3 separate regions of the Mus musculus genome follow, and all the other regions are linked to region 1. A link is a contact called in public promoter capture Hi-C data. All regions are on one chromosome and are shown on one strand. Each heading gives the region's core, a stretch centred on a gene start, on an enhancer-like site or on the middle of the called end of the contact. The rest is flanking DNA. Distances are from core to core; before and after follow the strand shown. Region 1 holds the start of Lrp1 (low density lipoprotein receptor-related protein 1). Region 2 holds the start of B4galnt1 (beta-1,4-N-acetyl-galactosaminyl transferase 1). Region 3 holds the start of Prim1 (DNA primase, p49 subunit).

The links. Promoter capture Hi-C pulls out the DNA fragments that hold promoters and counts their contacts.
Region 2: a promoter capture Hi-C map of embryonic stem cells shows a contact between it and region 1, with 12 read pairs. The contact joins the promoter of B4galnt1 here to the promoter of Lrp1 in region 1. A contact is called at or near these places in 3 of 39 promoter capture datasets (embryonic stem cells, pre-B cells and stem cell-derived epiblast-like cells), 2 of 484 Hi-C or Micro-C datasets (both in embryonic stem cells) and 1 of 115 datasets of contacts at active chromatin or transcription factors (pancreatic cancer cells).
Region 3: a contact with region 1 is called in a promoter capture Hi-C map of neural stem cells. The contact joins the promoter of Prim1 here to the promoter of Lrp1 in region 1. A contact is called at or near these places in 13 of 39 promoter capture datasets (the 3T3-L1 cell line, the C10 cell line, cranial neural crest and 9 more), 1 of 15 datasets of contacts at CTCF or cohesin (the NIH/3T3 cell line), 46 of 484 Hi-C or Micro-C datasets (B cells, the Ba/F3 cell line, CD4 T cells and 28 more), 14 of 115 datasets of contacts at active chromatin or transcription factors (the 230-238 cell line, astrocytes, craniofacial prominence and 9 more) and 3 of 9 other capture datasets (adipose tissue, liver and pancreatic islet).

What each region holds. Positions count from the first base shown.
Region 1 is chr10:127,619,156-127,623,002 of GRCm38.p6, reverse strand. Lrp1 (low density lipoprotein receptor-related protein 1) reads left to right here and starts at 1,855. Exons shown (of 89, transcript NM_008512.2): 1 at 1,855-2,385. The coding sequence starts at 2,316.
Region 2 is chr10:127,163,055-127,166,901 of GRCm38.p6, reverse strand. B4galnt1 (beta-1,4-N-acetyl-galactosaminyl transferase 1) reads right to left here and starts at 1,746. Exons shown (of 11, transcript NM_008080.5): 1 at 1,383-1,746; 2 at 680-898; 3 at 20-184. The coding sequence starts at 897. It overlaps Gm51819 (a long non-coding RNA gene), which reads right to left. Exons shown (of 3, transcript XR_003949045.1): 3 at 3,219-3,237.
Region 3 is chr10:128,013,318-128,017,164 of GRCm38.p6, reverse strand. It overlaps Prim1 (DNA primase, p49 subunit), which reads right to left and starts at 1,950. Exons shown (of 13, transcript NM_008921.2): 1 at 1,814-1,950; 2 at 1,044-1,201. The coding sequence starts at 1,916.

The DNA.
Region 1 (3,847 bases), core at 606-3,105:
AAGCGGCAGGCTCTTAGCCTTCTCAGGCTACAAGCTGCATGGTAGCTATTGATATCTTTTTTTTTTTCCCTGTCAACGTTGCCTGAGGTCAGTTTCAACCAGATTTTGCTTGGACCACAATATTGGGTGGAGACCTAGCAGAAGCCTGTGAGCATCCACTAAAAATATTTAGTGACTCCATGCCTGGGCCTGGCACTGTATTAGGCCATGGAAGCTGGATAAAAGAATAACAGACCACCCCTGCTGAGAGAAACCCTGTGCTAGAAAAAAAAAAAAAAAAAAAAAAAGGAGGAGGAGGAGGAACAGGAGGAGGAGGAACAGGAGGAGGAGGAAGAAGAGGAAGAAGAAGAGGAGGAGGAGAAGGAAGAGGAGGAGGAGGAAACCTTCAGTATATTTCAAAAGGAAGAAAGACATCAGGCCTCTACTTGAGCACAGGCTGGAAACTGGACGGAGGAAAGATGGATCCTGAGAGTCCAGCCTGGGAGACTATACAGTTAGCCTGTCCGTGAGCCGCATAAGCTCTCATTGAAGAAAGGCTCTCAGTCATTAATGGACAAGTCTATTTTCTGCCAGTGACAGGCTGGAGTGTGTGTGGGGGTCACTCCTGTGGAGTTAGTGTACTGGTCCCTGGTCTTTAAAGTTCATCTCTAGCCAGGGATGTCGCCTGCTGAGCTTTCCAGAACTTTCACTTCAGGTCACAGAGAAAGTCAGACACTAAGGGTTACAGTCTTCAAACGTCGCCCACAAGAGGGCAGTGGCCGGAAGCACGTTCGCCGGCCCTAGGAACCGCCCGATGCTTTCTGGACTCCAGAGTACCGTTCCCAAACCGACTGAGACTGGGGACAAAGGTCCGGCACTCAGCACACAGCCCCCTAGGACTGGTGTCTGGTAGCGGAGCTCTGGAGTCCTTCATTCCAACTCCCTGTAGTTTGGCATCTGAAACCCTGACTTGGTGGGAGGCCAGTCAGAAGGTATCAAAAACAAAACAAACAAACAAAAAAAAAATCGAGCCTGACCTCTCAGGGCGAAAGGGGATGGCTCTACCCCAACCCCACCCTCTGGTGAGTCACCTCTCTCCAAACCAGAGCCTGCCTCTCCTGCGCCCCGTGCCAGGCGAGCAGGGCTGGGCGGGTACTAAGGTGGGCTCCATCCCTGAGCCCAAGGCGGGCCGACAAGCTGCAGCGTGTCCCCGCGGGTGTCCCTGTTTACTCTGAGCCCTGGAGCGAGGTGGGGGCGGGTCCATGTGGCCACTCCTTCACTCCGCCTCCTGAGGACGCAGGCCCCAATCCCAGACCGGTTCTTACAAAGTCTCCAAATCAAAGCTCAGCCTTTCCCGCACCTTCCCGGCGGACCGGCCACCCCTGCCCCCACCCTAGGCTAGGGAGGCACTGTCTGGGTTTCCCCAAGGAAATCAGGCCTCCGCCTAGACAGCGGCTCGGGACCCCACTGAGGGGATCTGAAATCCTGGGGTGTGACATAGAGTTTTAAAGAGGCACTAGAGCGCAGCTCTCCTTGCCCCTTACCCCATTCCCACCCTTGGCTCTACCGGCTCTAGGGAGCGCTGGGATGAGGTAGACGCAGTTAGAGGACAGGGTGCCCGGGGACTCCCACTCTCGGACCGCTTCCCAGAACTCCAAAGCTTGTAGCGCCTCCGACTCCCCCTCCCCAGGGCAGCGCGCCAAATCAGCGCATGCGCACTGTCAGGATTGCCGCGTAGCTCTTTCTCCCCCCCCCCCCACCTCTTTTTTTCTTTCCCCGCCCCTTCCCTCCTTCCCTCCTCTCCCTGTCCCCTCCCTCTCCCCTCTGAACACCCCCCTCCCTCCTCCCCCCCACCCCCCCCCCCCGCGGCACTTCAGTCAGGGGAGCAGCGGTGCGAGCTCCAGGCCAGTGCACTGAGGAGGCGGAAACGGGGGAGCCCCTAGTGCTCCATCAGGCCCCTACCAAGGCACCCCCATCGGGTCCACGCCCCCCACCCCCCACCCCGCCTCCTCCCAATTGTGCATTTTTGCAGCCAGAGGCGGCTCCGAGATGGGGCTGTGAGCTTCGCCCTGGGAGGGGGAGAGGAGCGAGGAGTAAAGCAGGGGTGAAGGGTTCGAATTTGGGGGCAGGGGGCGCACCCGCGTCAGCAGGCCCTTCCCAGGGGGCTCGGAACTGTACCATTTCACCTATGCCCCTGGTTCGCTTTGCTTAAGGAAAGGATAAGAATAGAAGAGTCGGGGAGAGGAAGATAAAGGGGGACCCCCCAATTGGGGGGGGCGAGGACAAGAAGTAACAGGACCAGAGGGTGGGGGCTGCTGTTTGCATCGGCCCACACCATGCTGACCCCGCCGTTGCTGCTGCTGCTGCCGCTGCTTTCAGCTCTGGTCTCCGGGGCCACTATGGATGGTGAGTGAGATTCCGGCGGCCCCCATGGACCCCTGGGGGCTCCCCCTCCCCAACCCCCACTCCTGCGTCTGGATGGGGAAGGGAGACGCGGGAGGGGGTGCCTTTTGTTATCCCAGTCCAGCTGACACAGCAGAGGCCTGACTGGGGGCGGGGATGGGGTCTGATTTGGGGGATGGGAGCCTGGGACAAATGATGCTTCCAGGGCCCCCCAGCTCAGACAAAGACCAGAGGCCTGGGTAGGAAAAGAGGGCTCCCCCTTTTTCTGATCTTGGGATTAAGAGGCCTTCTCTTCCTATCTCTGGTACGGGAGGGCCTCTGCCTCCCCTACATCCTCCACCCTCCCGCCCCCCCACCCCCATCTGAATTGTGAAGGAATCCGGATTTGCTGTGTACCGCTGCAAAAGGGGGCGGAGGGCCTTTTGCAGTGGACTCTGAAGGCTGGAAGGCAAAGCCGGCTAGGGGTGCCCTGCTGGCCAAAGGGCAGGCAGGCCGAGAAAGCTGTGGGTGGGGATAGGCAGGGCCCCCTGTTTGGGTGTGGAATGAGCCCTGCATCCCAGGCATGGAGGCCCGGGTCCAGAATCCTGGGCTGCCTGCCTGGGTTCCGAAGTGAGCAGCTCCCCGCTGAGGGCCTCAGTCAGGAGCCCGGTTGAGGGATGGAGGGGTCTGGTGACGCTTATGGCTGGCTTTCCCTTCTTAATTCCTGGGAGCTTTAAGATGAGAGGAAAAACGTCAGATGTCATCATTCTGGAAGAGACTGGAGAATGGTCTGGAACGCTGGGGAGGGGTTCAGAGGAAGCTCTGTCTCCCCGATTTCAGGCTTGATCACAGTTTGGGTTGGAAGGAGAGTTGGAGGTTGGGATGGGGGTTATGACCATGCCCCCAATCCTGCTCATTTAGTAAATGTGTAAAGCCCAGCCCTGTCTCACTTCATACATACACTTTGTATATTAGTTAGGTTTGGGCTGCTGTGTTGTTTTGGGGGAATTGCATGCCCCTCGTCCCTATTTCTGTCAGCTGTTTTTCCTCTTCCATGAGTCCCCAGTTCAAGACTTGCCCAGGCTTCACGCTGGGGTCATGGGGTTGAATTGGGCTGGGTCCCTAACTTGAGAAGGGGTGAGATTTTGTGACTTCCTGTCAGGTTTGCCTCTCACTGAGGACAACAGCTTCGTAGCATCTTACAGCCCTCCTCTGCCTTCAAGAGCTTGCCAGGCCGGGATTGGGAAAGTTTTTCTCTGAAACTAGATTATGTATCCTCCCCCACCCCTGTCTCTAACTTGTTTCAGTTGTGGGAGGAGGACAAGAGGGTCAGGAGGCAGCTGTGCCCAGGAAAACAGTTTACTCAGTGGCCTTCAGTCATGTCATGTCGGGGACTGTCTTGTCTAGCTGCCACCCCTAATTTTCTGCCTGCGATGAGGAAAGAGACTTTGCCCTGTCAGGCAAGCCTGTGCAGCCACCCTCTGTC
Region 2 (3,847 bases), core at 497-2,996, 460 kb after region 1:
CCTCCTCTCTCACTGGTACCTTGCAAGGAAGGCCTGGTATTCCTGCTCCCTGGCGACAGAAACAGCCCTCAGCTCCTCAGCGTCAAAGGCTTTAGTGAGGTCAACCGCCCGAACCTGTCTCAGAAAGGGCAAGGGAAGGCTTCCTCCCTTGGATTCACAACTGCAGTTGTTCTGAGCCAGCAGCCTAAAGGGAGGAGAAGCGGCTTCAGAGTCCAGGTAGGTACCTAAGCTCCATTTATCTCACAAAACGCACAGCGCTGCACACTTTGATCCCTCAACTCTGCCCACAGGTGAGAGACAGCTTATCCCTTAAATCTGTGCGTTACAGAGGTGCGAACTAGGGCCAATTACTAGGATGTCTACGTAGCCGCCATCCAGGAACCCTTCTGGAATCTCAAGTCTAAATCAAGACAGCAGGCAGTCTCCGGGTGCTCTTTTGCCTGTACATCCTCCCACACTCCAGTGGCGGCGACAAGGTTGAGGAGGATAGATTTGCCGCGCCCCTGTCTCCCCCCCAGTTCAAGCTTCGGTAGCCCTCTCCACCTCCCTGATAACTGCACCCAACCAGTCAGCAGTAAGCAGCGTCCGAGTCTAGCACTGGAGGAAACAAAAGCTCCCCGGCCACCCCCTCCAGCATGTTCTGCGCTGTCGCCGCCGCCACGCCGCGGTCCGCACTCACCCCACCACTTGCTCCTTGATCCTGACCGGGATGTGTGCGTAGCGAGGCTCAGGGGCAAGGTCTAGCAGATCGAGTCTCGGGGGACCTTGTGGGGGCGACCACAATGCCAGAGGGTTCGGGAGACTTGGCGCGTTTCGGGTGCTGGAGTACAGGAGACCCAGCGAGGCGCAGGCGAGCAGCAAGACTAGCGCATAGAGGGCCCGGCGGTCTAGCCGCATCCTGATATGGGGGAGGGTGAGAGGTGACCAGGCTCTCAGAGAACGTGAGGGCCGGGACTCTGGACCCCGCCGCCTCCGAGGCTCGCGCAGGTACCCAAGGCCAGCCATCTCCGCTCCGCACGGCGCGCACCCCTTCCCTCATGCTCACGCCAAAGGTCTCCCGGCCTCCTTTCTTCCGCCTCTCTCTCGCCTCTGGGCTTCCGCATACACCCAAGGCTTGCCGTGGTGACATGCAGTATCTTGGGTGCGCAGCCCTCGGGGACCCCACCCCCACCCCACGGGCAGCAGCCGGGCCAGGGTGCTGCGGAGGGGCGGCTGTACTGCACCTGGCGGGTCAGGGAAGGCACGGTGTCGCGCCCGCGCTCGCGGGTGCCCGGCCTCGGTGACCCTCGGGTGGCCTCGTTGAGCCACGGGCACGATGCGCGAGGCCAGGAGGACGCCGCTCCTGCCCACACCTCGGCCGCCGGGCGTGCCAGCGCACTGACCTGTCTAACGTTCTAAGGCCGCGGCAGGATCGCGGTCCGGGCAGTGCCCGGTTCTCCGCCCCGGCCGGGGGGTCCTCATGAGGCCGGCGACGGCCTGATGCGGGAGCTGGGCGGGAGGGAGCCCGACAGTGTCGGGGATCCGACTCCTCCCGCCTGCGGACTCCGGGGCTTTGTAGACCGCAGCGCGGGGGTGGTTCTGAACGTTTCCTGCCGGGGTGAACTGGATCGTAAATCCGCCGCGCCCCAGCCCCAGCGACAAAGCGGGGAAGCCCTGGCACCGCGTCGCGCTCCCAGGCAGCCGAGGGCTCAGGCCTCCGCCCGGCTCTCACACCGCAGCGCAGCGCCGCTCCCGGGCTGGCTGCGGCACAGGCTCGGGCTCTGAGCGGGGATGGCGAGCTCCGCGGCGCCGTCTGGCGGACGCGGAGAAGATTGCTTAGGCGATGAGCCCTCCCGGGAAGGTCCCCCCTTTTCACATCCCTTCGTCCCCAAACCGCGGTGTCTAAGATGCCAGTTCCCGGTCCCCGCCATTTCCCCACTCGTTCACAGTGTAGCCCCAGGAAGGGCGATTGGGTTCAGTATGCGGTCTAACCTCATTTCAAGGAACACTTGGATGGGGAAGATGAAATAAATAAAACCAGCCAGCCCTGGAGGTGAACACTGCCTCACGAGCAACAAAGACAGCGGCCTCTCTCTGACCTCTTGGCTCCGAATTCCAGCCATCAACCGAGGCAAGCCGTTACTCAATGGCCGGCCTACTTCCCCTAACTGCTTCTTGGTACAGACTTGAAGAGGAACCGCAGAAAGTGGCCAGATGGACAGTGAAGTAGGCCATAGGTGGCTTGATTCCCGACACTGACCAGAAACAAAGTCCTGTGGTTCTCAGAAGGATCAAAATTGAATAGAAAAATAGGTAAAACATAATGAAAAATGTGTCTGGGGGTTGGGGCTGTAGATAAGCAATATTGAATGAACTGTGTGTGTGTGTTGGGGAGAAGAGGGAAAACCCACCCTTAAACCAGAAGTTTCAGATCAAATGCTAAAAGTAGAATTACAAAACCTTTAAAATAAATCAAGGGCTTTTTTTCCTTTACAGTCGGAAGAGATCCCCTAAGCAAGAGGCGAAGGGAAATATTAGTAAACCTGTCTATATAAAACACTTACTGGAGAGATGGCTCAGCAGTTAAGAGCACTGGCTGGTCTTCCAAAGGACCTGGGTTCAATTCCCAGCACCCACATGGCAGCTTACAACAATAATTCCAGTTCCCGGGCGTCTGGATACCCCTTCACAGACCCACATGTAGATAGAATATTATTGTAAATAGGAATAAATTTATTTACAAAACACTTGATAGACATCGGGTGTAGAATGCAAAGTTAGGTTTTTATTACTGTGCCCAAGAACTCCGTGAATCAAAATGATCTTTGTAACCGGTCAACTCCCTGCCCGAGGACAGATACGCCACGATTCTCTGGAAGCTGTTACCCGTATCAGATAGCAAGCCACATGCGTTCACTTTTCTAGGGGATCACAGGGAGTTGAGAGGTAGGTAGGAGGAAGTATGTCAGGATGTATGCTTGCTTCCATCTGACCAAGGCATAGCCTGTGAGTTAGCCCTTTATAATCACCTGGCCATTGTAGCTGGTGGCCATTTTCTAGGAACCCTGGAGTGGACTGGCCAGAGTCCATCATCCTGGCTAGTATTAAAGCTTGCTTCAAATTTTGTTCAAAAATTGTGGCAGTCATCTTATTCTTGACTGGTAGAATCAAAACCGACGTGGCGCATGCCTTTCTTAACACCGTGGAGTCAGGAGCTGAGGAGTTAGCAGGTTTGGTCTGGTCTAAGTAAGTGAGACCCTGTCAGAAAGCCAACAGTTGGGTTGGGGGATATGGCTTAGTGGTTAAGAGCTTTTCTCCCTCTTCTAGAGGACCCAAGTTTGATTCGAAGCACCCATGTTGAGTGGCTCATAACTGCGCACTAGGAGACTTTGTGCCCTCTTCTGGTCTCCTCAGGCTCTCTCTCTCTCTCTCTCTCCCCCTCTCTCTCTCTTCTCTCTCTCTCTCTCTCACACACACAGCACACACATGCAGACACACGCACAAGTGTTGAAGATTAACCTCATTGAGAGAATGGTATTTTGAGATTTTTCATATATTGTTTCCCTACGCATGGAAATATCTTGTGAAGCACACACACACACACACATATGTTCTTCATACATGTGCGTACATGTGTCCGTGTGTTAGGATGTGGTGGTTTGGATGAAGAGGCTCCTCAATTGGCTGAGATATTTGAGCACCTGGTCTCCAGGTGATGTCACTGTTGGATGGAGAAGGCACCTTACAGGAGGAAGCGCGTCCTTATGGCTGGGCTCTGAGAGTTCAGAGCCTCAGCCCACTTCCTGTCCTCTCTCTAGTGGGTTTTGTCAGCTGAGGTGTGATCTCTCTCTCAGTCTCCTGCTCCTCC
Region 3 (3,847 bases), core at 701-3,200, 390 kb before region 1:
GGCAGGAGACTAGATTCCTTTCAGAAGAATCTGAGCATATGTGGGCATCGTTCTAGGCTCTAGGGATAGATCAGTGACTAAACAAAAGTTCCTATGTTAGTGGAGATTTTATCCTGACAAAGACCTAGGCGAACTTAGCTCAAAGAGTCTCTGAGAATATGGCTCAGCCAAGTCACTTCTCAGTGAAACATCACACCCGTTGGTGAGTGCTTTGGTACACACCTACAGTTCCAGCAACTCGGGAGGCAGAGCAGGAAGATTAAAATGGGATTGTGTGCAAGTGTGAGCGGGTTAAGATTGCAAAGAGAGTTTAATGATAAATCATTGAAAGCCTCAGAAATATCATATTAAAAAAAAAAAAAGCACAGGTTATTCAGGAAAATCATAGCTCCCCTCACAACTGAAGACCAGGGGTATTGTAAGGGTCCATCAATACCTATCAGAACAGGCAATAAAAGGCACGTACTGGGGCTGGAGAGATGGCTCAATGGTTAAGAGCACTGACTGCTCTTCCAGAGGTCCTGAGTTCAATTCCCAACAACCACATGGTGGCTCACAACCACCTGTAATGAGATCTGATGCCCTCTTCTGGTGTGTCTGAAGACAGCAACAGTGTACTTACATATAACAATAAATAAATCTTAAAAAAAAAAAAAGACATGGTCTCATGTATTTCAAACTGGCCTCTCCCTCCTTTATGCTGGGATTAGAGACAATGCCCATTACACCTGGTTTATGTGTTCTTAGGAATGGAATCCAACCGTTCATGCATGCCAGGCAAGCACTCTTATCAATTGAGCTACACTCCAGCCCAATGCTCACCTTTTCTTCTAAACCTAGGAAGAAGGCAAGGTATTTTCAGCCAAGTGATTTTCAGTCTATAGAGTGTTAAAATTAATTTGAAAAAAAGGTGCGTTTCATCAACAATAATACACTCTAAAACATTACCTTCAAAACTTGGGGGCAAGAACTCACTCTGGCTTATAAAATAAACACACAAAAAAGATACAAACAAAATACAAAAGAAAAAAAAGATTCCTTACTCTGTGAGAATATACTGCGCCTATATCAATCTTATATGGATTCATTTTCTGCATCTCCTTCTCCAGTTCACTCTGGTTGTTGAAGGACTGGTAGCGAATGTAAATATCATCTTTCAGTGTGAATGAAAATTCACGGTGTTGAAAGTAATTCTTTGTCACTGCAAAATAATTTTAACTCCAGTTTAGGGCATAATGTAACCTTAACTAAAACCTTAACTAATGGGAAGACATATGTTCGTTTTTTTTTTGTTTTTTTTTTTTTTTTGGTTTTTCGAGACAGGGTTTCTCTGTGTTGCCCTGGCTGTCCTGGAACTCACTCTGTAGACCAGGCTGACCTCGAATTCAGAAATCCGCCTGCCTCTGCGTGTGCCACCACGCCCAGCCTGACATAAGTTTTTAAACGACAGGGTTTTATTGTGTAGAATAGGTTGCTCTAGAGCTTACTATGTAGCCCTGGCTCGCCTTGAACTCATGAAAATCCACATGCCCCAATCTCCAGAATGTAAGGATTATAGGTATGAGCTACTAGGCTCTCTGGAATATTTTTAACGAGTGCTCTGTGCCCAGCTCTGTTCTAGATAGCCTGTAATCTGAAGGGGCATACAATTTCACATTTGCTAGGGAGCAATAAACAGGAGCTGTAAATATTCCAAGGACGCTGCCTGTCATTGGTGAAGAAGGTGCCTCTCTTCTTCCTAGGACATCCCGCCCAAAGTATTCTCACACACGGCTCCCAGCCCCGCTACCCATCCCGTCCCAGCCTCCATCACCTCCGCCATAGTTGAGCCAGCGATAGTACTGGGCGTAGGGAAAGAGCCTTCGGTAATAAAGCTTGAGTAGCTCCGGCAGCTCCGCAGGATCAAATGGCTCCATGAAGTAAAGAACTAGACCCGGACAGGACTGACACGAGAATTGGCGGGAACAAGACAGGCCTCCATCCCTGCGCGCGCATGGACCTGCGCCGCCGGAGGGACTGCTGGGAATTGTAGTTCTTGCAGATCTCGCAGGTGTAGACGACTCCTACTGCTCCTTTTAGAGTCCATCTGCATCTTCCGGGCTCTGAAAACCTATCCATTTAACAACAGGATTGTCCCCGAAAAGGAGAGACCTTTAGCATATTGATTTTGATTAGTAATAACAAGATTCTTTTTTTCCCCCCGAGACAGGGTTTCTCTGTATAGTCCTGGAATTCACTTTGTAGACCAGGCTGGCTTTGAACTCAGAAATCTGCCTGCCTCTGCCTCCCAAGTGCAATTAAAGGCGTGTGCCACCACCGCCCGGCCAATAGTAAGATTTTAACAAGTCCTTTGCAAAAGATGAATATTTTAGAGATATTACCAATATCTCATAAAGAGATTTTGAAAAATTGTCATAGAGTTACTATATTCAGTATTCGAAATGAAGACCGCATGAGAAAAATCAACGGCTGTTTGGTCTGAGTTTTCCATGGCAAGTGAGCCAACCACCATTTTACACCTTTGGTACATAAGTACAGATGCAAAGGCTCACAGGAATGTGGGAATTTCAGAGAAAATAAATAATAAAAAGGGACGGGGTTGGGGGTGCTCAGGGAAAAGAGCCGTCGCCTAGTGGTTCTGATTGGAGTCTGTTCGTAATCTAACTGGAAGTGGGGAGACATGTTTTACTTTCTCTTGTTGGAACAAAATTGGAAGAAAATTAGTGAAGTTGTTGACTAGTAGTGAATTGATGTTTTGGACCAGTTGTTTCCGGGGTTGTTATCTGAACCAGACCATCACTGGGGAGAACAGTTTGATTTTCTGCAAAACTGTCAGACAGAGGTTTATTTCTTGCACCATTTGGTAAAATTACACTTAAGAACTTAGTTTTTAGCTGGGCAGTGGCTATGCAGGACTTTAAATTCCAGCGCTCCAGAGGCAGAGGCAGGTGTATCTATGCTTTTGAGGCCTGTTCTATAGAGTGAGTTCTGTGACCCCGCCTCAAGAAACAAAACAAAACAATAAAAAACAAGACATAACTTATTTTCTTTTGAACAATGGTTGCAAGAATAGGTCAGAGTTCTTTTGTCGTGTTTGTTTAATTTTGCATTGACATTTTTGCATTTTACTCTTTTAAATATGCATTTTTAAAAGGCAGAGTCTTCCCCAGACACTATTGGTGATGCCAAGAAGTGCTTGCTGACAGGAGCCTGATACAGCTGTCTCCTGAGAGGTTCTGCCAGAGCCTAACAAATACAGAGGCAGATACTTGAAGCCAACCATCGGACTAAAGCATGAGGACCCCAATGGGGGAGTTAGGGGAAGGACTGAGGGAGCTAAAGGGGTTTGCAAGTTCATAGGAAGAACAATAGCAACCAACCAGACCTCCCAGAGCTCCCGGGACTAAACCACCAACCAAAGAATACACATGGAGGGACTTGAGTCTCCAGCTGCATATGTAGCAGAGGATAGCCTTGTCAGGCATCAATGAAAGGAGAGGCCCTTGGTCCTGTGAAGGCTTGATGCCCCAAAGGCAGGGAGGTGGGAGTAGGTGGAGCACCCTCATAGAAGCAGGGAGGAGGAGGGATGGGATAGGGGGTTTGCAGAAAGGCAATAACATTAAAATGTAAATAAGTAAAATATCCAAAAAAAAAAAAAAAAAAAAAAAAGGCAGAGTCTCACTTTGATGCCTAGGTTGGCCTCAAATTGGAGAGTCTCCTCCCTTTGTGTTTCAAGTGCTGAGATCATTAGTGTATGCCACCAGGCTGGTTATTATTTTAAATAACATACAGCATTATACATATTTCTGGGCTATAATGTGTTTTCTATATTTTCAGGATTTATTTA